Regions from separate parts of the Zea mays genome. Here region 2 is linked to region 1. A link is a contact called in public Hi-C data. All regions are on one chromosome and are shown on one strand. The core of a region is the stretch at or near the end of the contact, and the rest is flanking DNA. Distances in the headings are between cores, read along the strand shown.

Region 1 (5,902 bases), core at 537-3,036:
CCCTCCTCGCATACTTGCTCGACGGGGACTTGGTTGCTGGTCCCGTCTCGCAAACTTGCTCGATGAGGACTTGGACATTTGCTCCGCCGAGTAGACTTGCTCGGCGGGGACTTGGTCGTTCGCCCCGCATCATAGACTTGCTCGACACAGACTCAGTTGGTAAATGGGCCAGAGAGGGGTTTGTGGGGGTATCCCGTTCTTGGGTACTTGACACAATTATTTGTAGTTTTTACCTGTTAAAACTTCAAATATGATGTTCATATTCATATCTTTATTGGTATCACTCTTCGTGTATACATTTATTTATCCTATGTACATGCAATGTAAATGATACATAGTGCATATTGACCTTATTTTTAACATGTACTTCTTTCAAAGCAAACCACCCGCGAAGTGTCACAATGCATACATCCTTCGGTGTCGAGGGACCTCATCATGAGGCCCCTGCCCCCCTAAGTCTAGCTTCCAATGTCATTTAAGGAAGAAGATGAGTTTCGAGGCCTTTAGGGCCTCTGAGGTTCTACCGAACAATCTAGGTTATCTTTGTCTCTTAGATCCCCTGCATCAGACCCCTCTTGGACCTCGACCTTGGAGCCCTTCAAGGTTCTGAAGCCCTCTTGAGATCTATGGCTCTTAATGTGGGAACCCAAGCTTCTCTCTTGACTAAGTACAAGAATGCTCCACATTGAGGCATACAACTAGTTGTAACCCCCGGGCAAGAAGTACCATGGGAGTATGGTCCCATAGCCACAACTGTCTCTACTTAAGACGACCATGTGATACTAATGTTCCGAATAAAGCTTTTGCACATCACATTAATGTGATGGATGATATTGTGGTCAAGCAGGCATATGGTAGCCACCACAAAGGATATGAAGCATACCCAAATCCACTATGAGGAGTGTGTCGCGTACCTATGCCACACCTAAATGTGCTAATTTACCTGTAAGCATTATAAAATATAAGCAATTACACCGTATCTGATGGCATGGACTCGAGTACATAACTATGATATGATATATTTCTCACTGCCGCAAGATATGCATATTACAATGACATGTTCAAGCGCCATTGTGGTCCGCGTAGAGTCCTCGTCTCTAACAAGATGAAGTAATCGAGCATGTTCACTACGAACCAACATGTGATCCTCCTCTTCTTCGAGCTATAAAATATTCATCCAGCTTAAATTTCAAAATATGTGTGTCAGAGTTAAAAAAATATTCGATTCAAATCTAAATATCAGTTCTGTATTCATATCCTAGAATATTCGAATCTATATTTGAATTCAGATTACAAGGTAGTGAATTGTGACATGTATTCGTTCCTATCCGATCCGTCGTTTTTGAGCACTAGGTGCGGTCACTGTGACGCGTGGACTTGGCTTCGCCCACTGCCATCGTGGACCCACGTCATCAGCAAGTGTCCATATCCACCACCCGACCCGACGACCGCTTGCCGTCCGATCCGTGTGCTCCCGAGGGCAAGGATGGCATTTCGCCACGCGAGATATTTTTCGGTGGCCTGCACAGGCCGGCAGTGCAGCGGCCAAAACGAGGTCAGGTCAGTCACGCTGGGCCCCGCCTCACGCTCCCGTCCTGCTCCGGGTCCCAACAAAGCCGTCCCCGGGAGGTGCTCGTGTGCTCGTAGCGCGGTGGCGACCCCGATGCCCCGCATATTCCACTGGGCGTCCGCGCCGTCGGATGGGATCAGGACGGCCGCGGCGGCCCCGCGCTCGGCTATAAAGACGCTGCGGGGGACGCATTCCCTCTCCGTGCTTTCTTAGAGGTGGGTTGGCTTCTCCTCCCCCTCCGGTTCGGGTTCGGGTTCGTGAGGTTCTCCGGGGTTCGGGTTCGTGGGTGAGCGGATCGAGATGGCGGCGTCGGATGTTGAGTACCGCTGCTTCGTCGGCGGCCTCGCCTGGGCCACGGACGACCACTCCCTCCACAACGCCTTCAGCACCTACGGCGAGGTCCTCGAGTCCAAGGTCCGTTCCCGTCCCAGATCCGTCCATGGCTTCGTCCAGATCTGACCTGTCCTGACACACCCTCACCCGGATCTGTCCCTCCTTCCCCTCTCCCCTGCAGATCATCCTCGATCGGGAGACGCAGAGGTCCCGCGGCTTCGGCTTCGTCACCTTCTCCACGGAGGAGGCGATGCGGAACGCCATCGAGGGCATGAACGGCAAGGAGCTGGACGGCCGCAACATCACCGTCAACGAGGCCCAGTCCCGCGGCGGCCGTGGAGGCGGCGGCGGTGGGTACGGTGGTGGCCGTGGAGGCGGCGGCTACGGCGGTGGCGGGCGCCGTGATGGCGGTGGCGGCTACGGCGGTGGCGGCGGCTACGGTGGCGGCGGCGGCTACGGTGGTGGTGGCGGCGGCTACGGCGGTGGCAACCGTGGCGGCGGCTACGGCAACTCCGACGGGAACTGGAGGAACTGAGCGGTGGGGCCCGCGCGGCCAAGTTATCCTGTTCGCTACCGTGATGTTTACCCTAGTCCAGAGGGTTTATCTTCGTTCGTGTCGTGTTTGTTGTTGCCCATCTGTGTTTTTGATTGCAAGGTCGCTCTGTGTCAGTTGTTAGTGCTGTGTTCATCCTCGGTTTCAGCAGACCCATGCATCAAACAGCATGGACTGCGGATCGATGGATGCTGTTACCCCCGTCAGGCTTTATTCTAAGTTAATCTTAAGGAAAAAATGGTGCTTCTTGGTGCTGCAAAATGGTTGTGCTCATCTGAAAAGCTACTTACTCTCGCTTTGAGTGCGAATCAAGGCAAAGGTTGCCAGTTTTTCAAACAATGAATGATTCTTTGCTTTGGAATGAAAAAAGTAGCCGCCAATCAACATGAATCTATGGGGGAAAGGCGATCTGACGTAATAATTACAACATCCCAATCAGTGAGCAACTGAACATAACATTTGATCCTGACAAAGGACTCTGCCCCCGGTCAGCTGGATCCAGGATCTGGCGTAGAATTCACTACAGAAGACTGTCTTCAGCGGTTCCCCTAAATTTGTCCCCCTATATCCCACTCACGTGCCACGTCAGCAATCTCTCTCCCCCTATATTTCCACGGTCTACAGCGGTTCCCCCTATAACAATCCTCTATACCCCACCAGACCAATATTATATACTTTCCTCATCAACTAACTCAACTACCATCAAATATTAAATTTATGTTTATTTATTATTTGTATAGTACACGGGCGAATTTTGGTCCACATGTAATTAGCAAACTTCATAATTACTATTACTACATTAGTACAAATACGGTACAAATTGATGTATTTTTACAAATTCAAAATTCTCATTCTTCTAGTACACGACACGAGTGGCTTGCACGACACGACTGGCTTGTACTAGAAGCCACGATCGCCTGGCTTCCTTCACACACCAAAGGCACCTATAAATATGGTACCCTGGGGAAATGCTCCACTCATCTAAACACTCACTCTCTTCTATATCATCCGCCATACCATAAGAAGACCGTACTACGCACTCGTAGTTTAGGTCGTCATGGAGTCATTGAAAAGCCTTGTGTTGTCCTCGTCATCCGACGATTCCGACGATGAGATTGATACCTTGTTGCTTGCCCAACATGTTGACCACCTTGTACAAGGAGACACGAGCACACGCCGTAGCCGCTCCTCATTGCCTCGCCGAGTTATCCATAGGGACCACACTGCTGGAGAAAATCTCATCAAACATCACTACTTCGGACCTAATCCTGTGTATCCATCACATGTTTTTCGTCGAAGGTACATTTCCTAAGTTATGATTTTACTTTCATTTGTAGGTTTCTTTTGTTAATTTTATGCTTTATTTTCGTTTATAGGTTTCGGATGCATCGTCCTTTGTTCCTACGTATCCTTCGTGCCGTTCAGCGAGAAGACGAATACTTTACTATTCGTTGTGATGCAACAGGTTTAGCAGGGCTTGGTCCATTGCAAAAAGTATGTGCTGCATTGCGTATCCTTGCGTACGGGTTACCAACCGATGCGGTAGATGAGTACATACAGATTGGACAGACTACCGCTAGGGACTGCCTTATCCGTTTTTGTCGCGCAATCATATCTTCCTTTAGCGAACGATACCTTCGTATCCCTAACCACGACGACATTGCTCGCATACTACGTGTAAACGCCGACAGGGGGTTTCCTGGTATGCTAGGCTCTATCGATTGTATGCATTGGGAATGGCGCAACTGTCCTACTGCATGGCGCGGACAGTTTTGTGGGCGAAATTCGAGGCCAACAATGATACTAGAGGCAGTCGCTGGGTACGATTTGTGGATTTGGCATGCCTTCTTTGGAATGCCTGGTACCAACAATGATCTCAACGTGCTTCATCGCTCACCTGTGTTTGATCCGTTACGTAATGGGACGATGCCACCAGTGCACTTCACTATTAATGGGACTACTTACAATTTCGGATACTACTTAGCAGATGGCATATATCCAAATTGGCCTACCTTTGTAAAAGCTATTCGCCACGCATTTGAGGAGAAAAAGGTTCACTTTACAACCAGGCAAGAGAGTTGTCGAAAAGACATTGAGCGAGCATTTGGAGTTTTGCAGGCTAGGTGGGCTGTTCTACGTGGACCTGCTTATGGTTGGGATCGTAATCACCTCGCAGAGATGATGACTGCTTGCATTATTATGCACAACATGATTGTCGAGGACGAAGGAGATGGTGCAGTTAATGTCGACTTCATTGGCCCCTCTGGGCCGCCTGAACCGTGCAACAATACTGGTGAGGGCCGCAACGAGTGGTTGAACAATCATATCCGCTCCGAGTTACCCAACGATCCGGACGAGGACATCACTTGTCAGGCAACATACTTGTCTTTACAGCACAACCTCATAGAACACCTCTGGGCTCGTCGAGGCTCCATGGGTTGATGCATTTTATCCAAATTATGTGCTACACCAATGTTGTTTACTTTTAATTATGAACTAAATGATGTGTACCAGGATTAGTAGTCGTATGTGGTTTGTATGTCCGTAGTTCAGAAGTCATGGTTCCTTGTAAGTGTAATGGCTCTGGTACAAATAAGTTTGCATATGTTTCCTAACTTCAAGTAATGTATCATAATCCTTATTATCAATATCAATAATGTCAAAGTAAACAATGTTCAAAAACCAAGCTGATGAACTCAAACAACTAACGAATTGTTCAACCACTCTAAAATAGACATGTCCAAACACAGAGGAGCACGGTTCGCCGATACAAAGGTGACAAACACCTTATGAAATACAGTAGTACTCGTCACACAGGATTGTTGATGAAATATTCCATTAAACCTTGTTTCATCGCCGTGTATACAGCTCTCATCTCTTCTGGTAAAGCATCCATATCCATGGCAAAAAGTTTGTTGAGCTCTTCAACCTTTTGCTTCCTATCTTCCATCATCAATTTTTTTCCTGCACTTCTATTTCCTTGGACTGAACCTCCAACTTCTTCAGTTCAACTTCCTTCATGAACTCAATGTTCTGTTGTTTCAGCTCTGATTTTTCTTCACTTTGCTTCAATCTTGCTATCTGAATGTCATGGATTCTTGACAGGTAGTCAGTAGATTGGGATGCACTGGACATTGACTTCTTCCTTGATGCTTTCGTTGAGTCACGTCCTAATGGTCTCTTGCCTTTAGAACCACCTTCATCAGTGTGTACTTCATTAACAGAACCTGTAGGTGTAAGACTACGTACTGGCTCGGTCCCCGCATTGGCTCTCCAGGGGCTGCCATGAACCATGGCATCCCATTTGGGTTCGTTTTTCAGGCGAGTCCAGCAGTGCATGAAATGGAATGGCTTTTTCTGTGATGTTGCATACAAAGTTGCAGCTTTCGAAGTCTACACAAGATGTATTACCACTTGTCAGTGCACAAATAACATTACGTTCACAT
Region 2 (5,924 bases), core at 2,320-4,819, 870 kb before region 1:
TCTAACCATGTCTCTTTCCTTTGATACATTTGCATAATTCCTATCTCTCTTGTGCCAAGGTTAAGACTAATATGTTTCCATGAGTATCTTATATTAAGTCTTAGATTGAAAGGGAAATGGAGTATTCTGCAAGGACATCGCTTCCACTTTACACCATCGGTATTATCTATCCTTTGCCGGTATTCCGCCATCTCTCAAAATTGGTATATTCTTTCACTCATATTTACTTGAACCAATGGGGGAGAAAGTAAAAAGGGCTCTAAAAACTCCATTTTTGGCGATTAATGCCAAAGGGGGAGAGAGTATTAGCCCAAAGCAAAAGGACTGCACCACCATGCCAATTTCAAAAAAATTCAAAACAAGTTTAAATTGTTAAATGTTTTTCAATTGGTATCTTTGAAATTAGTATTCCTCTAAGAAATTCTATCTCAATTGGTATTTATATTTTAAGGAGAAGTTTTTCAAAAATTTGATATCTAAAATATTTGATCTTCTTTCAATTGATAAAACCCTCTTGAACACTAAGAGGAGAATTTCATTAAAGGGGAGTTTTGGTTTAGTCAAAAGAAAAGCATTTAAAACAGGGGGAGAAAATTTTAAATCTTGAAAATGATTCTCAAAATCTTATTCATATACCTTTGACTATTTGCAAAAATACTTTGAAAAGAATTTACAAAAGAATTTGCAAAAACAAAACTAGTGGTGCAATCGTGGTCCAAAATATTAAAAGAAAGAAAGTAATCCATGCATATCTTATAAAAGTTTAAACTGGTTTAATTCCAAGCAACCTTTGCACTTGCCTTATGCAAACTAGTTCAATTCTGCACTTATATATTTGCTTTGATATGTTGGCATCAATCACCAAAAAGGGGGAGATTGAAAAAGAAATAGGGTCAAACCTTTTTCAAATAATTTTGGTGGTTGAATTGCCCAACACAAATATTTGGACTAACTAGTTTGCTCTAGATTATACATTCTACAGGTGCCAAAGGTTCAACACAAACCAATAAAAAGAACAAGTTAGGGTTCAAAAGAAAGGAGCAAAAAGGAAACCGAAGTGTTCCCTGGTCTGGCGCACCGGACTGTCCGGTGTGCCACCAGAAAGTGTCCGGTGCACCAGGGGTCGTACACTCCAAACTCCTCAGCTTCGGGTTTCCCAGGCGCAGCTCCGCTATAATTCACCGGACTGTCCAGTGTACCACCGGACTGTCCGGTGCACCAGCGGAGCAACGGCTATCTGCTCGCAACGGTCGACTCTGACGGATGAACAGTGCAGCACAGTAACGCGGCAGAAGTTAGAGCAGAAGGTCAGAGGGGCACCAGACTGTCTGGTGTGGCACCGGATTGTCCGGTGCCGCATAAGGACAAAGCCTCCAATGATCGACCAGCTCCAAGCCCTAACGACAGGTTGACGTGGCGGCGCACCGGACTGTCCGGTGCGCCCTTCGCCAGCAGCCTTCTCCAACGGCTACAATTTGGTTGATGGCTATAAATACCACCCCAACCGGTCACTTCAAGGTGTGGGAGTCCAAGCAACATTCCAAGTCATATAGTTGACATATCCAAGCCCTCCCAACCACCTCTATTCATTGATCCATCCTATACACAAGATTTAGACCACTTCAACCTACACAAGTGCCACAAAAGAGAGAGCAAGCAAAAGAAAGCTTCTCGTGTGAGTTTAGCAATAGTGCCTTGTGAGATTCATTGAGAGAAAGTGTGTGCTACATCTTGTGTTCATTTGTGCGTGGAGTTTTGACTCCCATTGAACTTCCTCCAAAGTTTTAGAGGCTTGTAAAGCTAGCAAGAGACACCTAAGAGTGTGGTGATCCTTGCGAGGTCTTAAGTGATCCTTGAGAAGAAGAAGAAGAGCTCGTCGGTCTTAGTGATCGGTGGAGAGAGGGAAAGGATTGAAAGAGACCCGTCCTTAGTGGACTCCTCAACGGGGACTAGGCCTTCGAGGGCCGAACATCGGTAAAATAAATCACTCGTGTCTCTTGTGTTTATTGCTTGTGATTTGTTCGTTCTCTCCCTTTTTTAAGTTCTCTTGCGCTACTCTTCGCTAATATTATTTTGTGTTGCTTCAAGTTAAATTCTCATTTAGAGAAGCAACTCCTTGTAAGAAAGAATTGCACTACTCTTTGCTAATATTATTTTGTGTTGCTTCAAGTTAAATTCTCATTTAGAGAAGCAACTCCTTGTAAGAAAGAACTTGTGTTTATCCTCTTCTTATCTAAGCCCTCTTGCACTATTCTCCACCAACATTTCTAGTAGTATTGCTATTGATTAAATTCCGCACTCTTTAAAAACAATTCTCATTGCAAGCAAAGGACTTAGCTTTTATACTCTGATAATTGTGAATCTTGTTCTAACCACTAATCAAGGGATCTAGTTTGGATTTAGAATTATAATTTGCAGGTTTCGCCTATCCACCCCCTCTAGGTGACTTTCACCCGGGAGGCCTTTTAGACCTTTACGTAGAGGTACTTGGCAGGTGGATCGCTCGGTTTGTGAGCCGTTTTTTAAGGCCTTCATGCCTTCTTTGGGAAACAGGTACCCAACAAGTTTGGTTATAATCATTTACCTAATTGGATTTGTATTTACTTAAACTTAATAAAGTTTGACCAACTTAATTACAAGCTAATGCTTAGCCCTAGACTTTTTCCTTGATAAACATTATATTTTTTTCTACATGATTGCTAAGTACTAACCGTAGATGTCCTCGCTTTTGCTATAATCATTGGTCAGATCACGAACATACATCACCAAAGGACGACTATATGTGTCGTCTCTCATTCAACCGTGCATGTGGAGAAAAGTTATCTTCGTCTAGTTTATTTTTATTTAGTTATTTTTTTACTAATAATTGGCTATAGGAGTCGGATGTGACATTTATATATCAAGCGCTTATAATTCAAATTACCAATATTGATATGATATAATGTTTCGATTAAAATATGTATGCTTAATTAAAATGATAACTTATAAAATTGAGTATAGTGAAGTATCATTGTATTTTTAAAGTGAATTATCAGTGTTATGTTACATTTTCGGATGTAGTTACTTGTTTAAAATAATTATAAAAAAACCACGATCAGTGTTCAAACAGCGATAAAAATCGTAATCCCTCTCAGGGTAAGGACCCACAAGTGGTATTAGTAGGAAAAATTTGGGTACAGAACACGTGACAAAGCAGAAATCATTCTAGAAAGAGCCAGCTGTAGTAGGTTCGTGTGCAAAAGTTGAACATTCACATTCCATTTCTCAGTCTTTGCGTTCCACGTACGTCGTCTTTCTGTTCGCGACGACCATGTCGGCGCAGGCGCAGCCTGGTTGGTCCTGGTCAGTTGGTAGATGGCAATGGCATATTACAGTTACAGAGAGGGGGACCTTTTAATTACAGGAAATTTGGATCCATACCATTAAAAGATCACCACTTTGGATCCATACCATTACTATCTCACTTACATGTGGGTCCACATGAGTCAATGACATGTGGGGTCCATGGTATATTAGCGGATGATAATCAGAGAGGAGGAGGCAACACGGCACGCTAACAAAAACCAGACCACGCGGAACGGCAACAGCAAGCTGCCTCTCTCCCTTGCGCGCGCGTGATTTCATCTTCGTCCGATCCCATCCCACCCCACCCCACCTCACCGGAGCCCCTCTCCCCCTAACTCCTCCGGCAGCTGCTCCGATCCCGAACCGTGATTCGCTCGATGGCGGCAACCGCGGGCGGCAACAAGATCCGCAACGCCAAGCTGGTGAGGAATCATCCACGCCCCCCCGAGCCCTCGAATTCGATCCGTTCACGCCCCGCTCCTCCCGGTTTCGTGTCTGGATTCCAGTCAACTACCAGCCGGAGGAGTCCGTGGCTCGCCCCTCCGCTCTGTTCCCCTGACGGAACGGCGACCTGCGAGTTCCCTCTCGGGGTTTCTTGAGAGAGGGGGCGGGGGATGGACTTCGCAGCGATCGTGTAAAGATCGCATCTTTTCTTTCTTTCCTTTTCCCCTCTTAGCTAGGAACTTTAGGGTTTGTTTCTTTGTACGGCGACCCTGCGGACGCTGACACGCGCTTGCTTCCTCTGCTCGGTTCTATTGTACCCCGCCCAGGTTCTTCTTGGGGACGTGGGCGCCGGCAAGTCCAGCCTGGTCCTCCGGTTTGTGAAAGGCCAGTTCGTCGAGTTCCAGGTGAGATTCTTCGACCCTTCAAACGCGGATTGCCTCTGGGTTCAGCAGGATCGTGATACAGAGTGGGTGCTTGAACGTGCTGTTTCGTTTGGCCGCAGGAATCCACCATCGGCGCGGCTTTCTTCTCGCAGACCCTGGCGGTGAACGACGAGACGGTCAAGTTCGAGATATGGGACACGGCGGGGCAGGAGCGGTACCACAGCTTGGCTCCCATGTATTACCGGGGCGCTGCGGCTGCCATAGTTGTCTACGACATCACGAACGCGGTCAGTACAACGACTTGAATCAGTACCGGTTAATACACACATTGTAGTTCTCTGCCTCATTGTTGAGTCCAGAACTGAAATGCGTCAATACTACTGAAATGAAATAATAACTGGAAGCAGTGTTCTGCATCCTTCTTTGTGTGCCACGATTGCTTAGCTTCGCATCCAACTTTGATTTTACAGCGTATAGCGATCAAACTGTTAATTGACTCTGCTCTGAGCTGTGCAAAGATGCAATGTTATAGGTTTCCCAACTTCATGTATTGTACCCTTCGAGGGTGCGTTTTGTACTGAATAAGTCGGCATAAATGAATCAGTATGATGTTGTAAACCTAGAGCAACTGGATGTTTGCACCTTTTTCTGTCTGCATTTCAAGAGCAACCTAAATCAGAACAAAATTCCATAACTTTCGATGCTACCAAGCCATTAACCTTGACTTGTCTTATGTATCAAGCAACCTTAAATTTATTCTGATTTTCTCCATGAAAAAATTTAATCTAATCTTTTTTTCTGCTTTTAATCTTGAGGCATACTAAATTACTAATATTGTGGTGTGCACATATGAATAGCAGTACTCATTATTAATTTTATGCATTATAGGCCTCTTTTACGCGTGCGAAGAAATGGGTTCAAGAACTTCAAGCACAAGGTAACATAGTTCTACTTTGCATTTTTTACCTCAGTGCTCTACATATTAGAACATGCTCTTGTATGGTGGAAGTTTGCTTCAAAAGTAAAGATATTGATATTTTGGATCTTAGACCCATGAACACATGCACTTTTTACCTCAGTCCTATCAAAGAGCTGTGTAAGAAGTTGATTCAGCGAGTACGATGTGATTTTTTTTTGGAAGGGGTTATCTGTGGATGTATTATGTCATTGAGTGCGCTGCTGATCTACAAGTTTTTGTTTTAATTTCCCTTTCCTTTTTAATGCAGGAAACTCGAATACAATAGTGGCTCTTGCCGGGAACAAGGCTGATTTGTTAGATACGAGGCAGGTGTCAGCAGATGTATGTTAATGTGCTTCTCAAGTTCTATTTTTAACACATTCATGAGCTACCACATTTGTTTATGTAGCTGCTGCCATCTTCATTCTTTAGTGGTTTCTCATCCTAGAAGCTTTTGCATTCATTCGCTGCATCTTTATCGGCCAACAATATGTTTCAGAGTGGTAGGGAACACAGGATGTTGAGTATGTACTGATTTTCTGATGCAGCCTCGATAGAATAGGAAGTTTTGGCTATCTTCTGGAATGTAACGATCGGTATTAACCATGGAAGGTACATGTAATTAGTGACAGGCTGGATTACTTCCAGTTTGATGTCTCGTGTAAGCTGGGACCTGGGAGCATGAAAATGTTGGTGCATAATAGAAGCAATGTTTTTTTATCTTCCTCTTGTATGATTGTGATGGTGTCTACTGAACCAAAACAAAATACATTAGGTAACATGATCCTATGCTG

The links. Hi-C and Micro-C count contacts between places; a contact is called where the count stands out from the background.
Region 2: a Hi-C map of tassel shows a contact between it and region 1, with 3 times the contacts expected there. The contact joins the promoter of LOC100191530 here to the promoter of LOC542725 in region 1. A contact is called at or near these places in 7 of 25 Hi-C or Micro-C datasets (bundle sheath, ear, endosperm and 3 more) and 1 of 3 datasets of contacts at active chromatin or transcription factors (leaf).

What each region holds. Positions count from the first base shown.
Region 1 is chr1:182,553,270-182,559,171 of Zm-B73-REFERENCE-NAM-5.0, reverse strand. LOC542725 reads left to right here and starts at 1,786. Exons shown (of 2, transcript NM_001112237.2): 1 at 1,786-1,984; 2 at 2,085-2,717. The coding sequence starts at 1,871. The coding sequence ends at 2,438. It overlaps LOC103640730, which reads left to right and starts at 3,434. Exons shown (of 2, transcript XM_008664224.4): 1 at 3,434-3,755; 2 at 3,833-5,071. The coding sequence starts at 3,514. The coding sequence ends at 4,898.
Region 2 is chr1:183,424,458-183,430,381 of Zm-B73-REFERENCE-NAM-5.0, reverse strand. LOC100191530 reads left to right here and starts at 3,569. Exons shown (of 7, transcript NM_001136961.2): 1 at 3,569-3,767; 2 at 4,116-4,193; 3 at 4,292-4,459; 4 at 5,061-5,109; 5 at 5,399-5,472. The coding sequence starts at 3,723.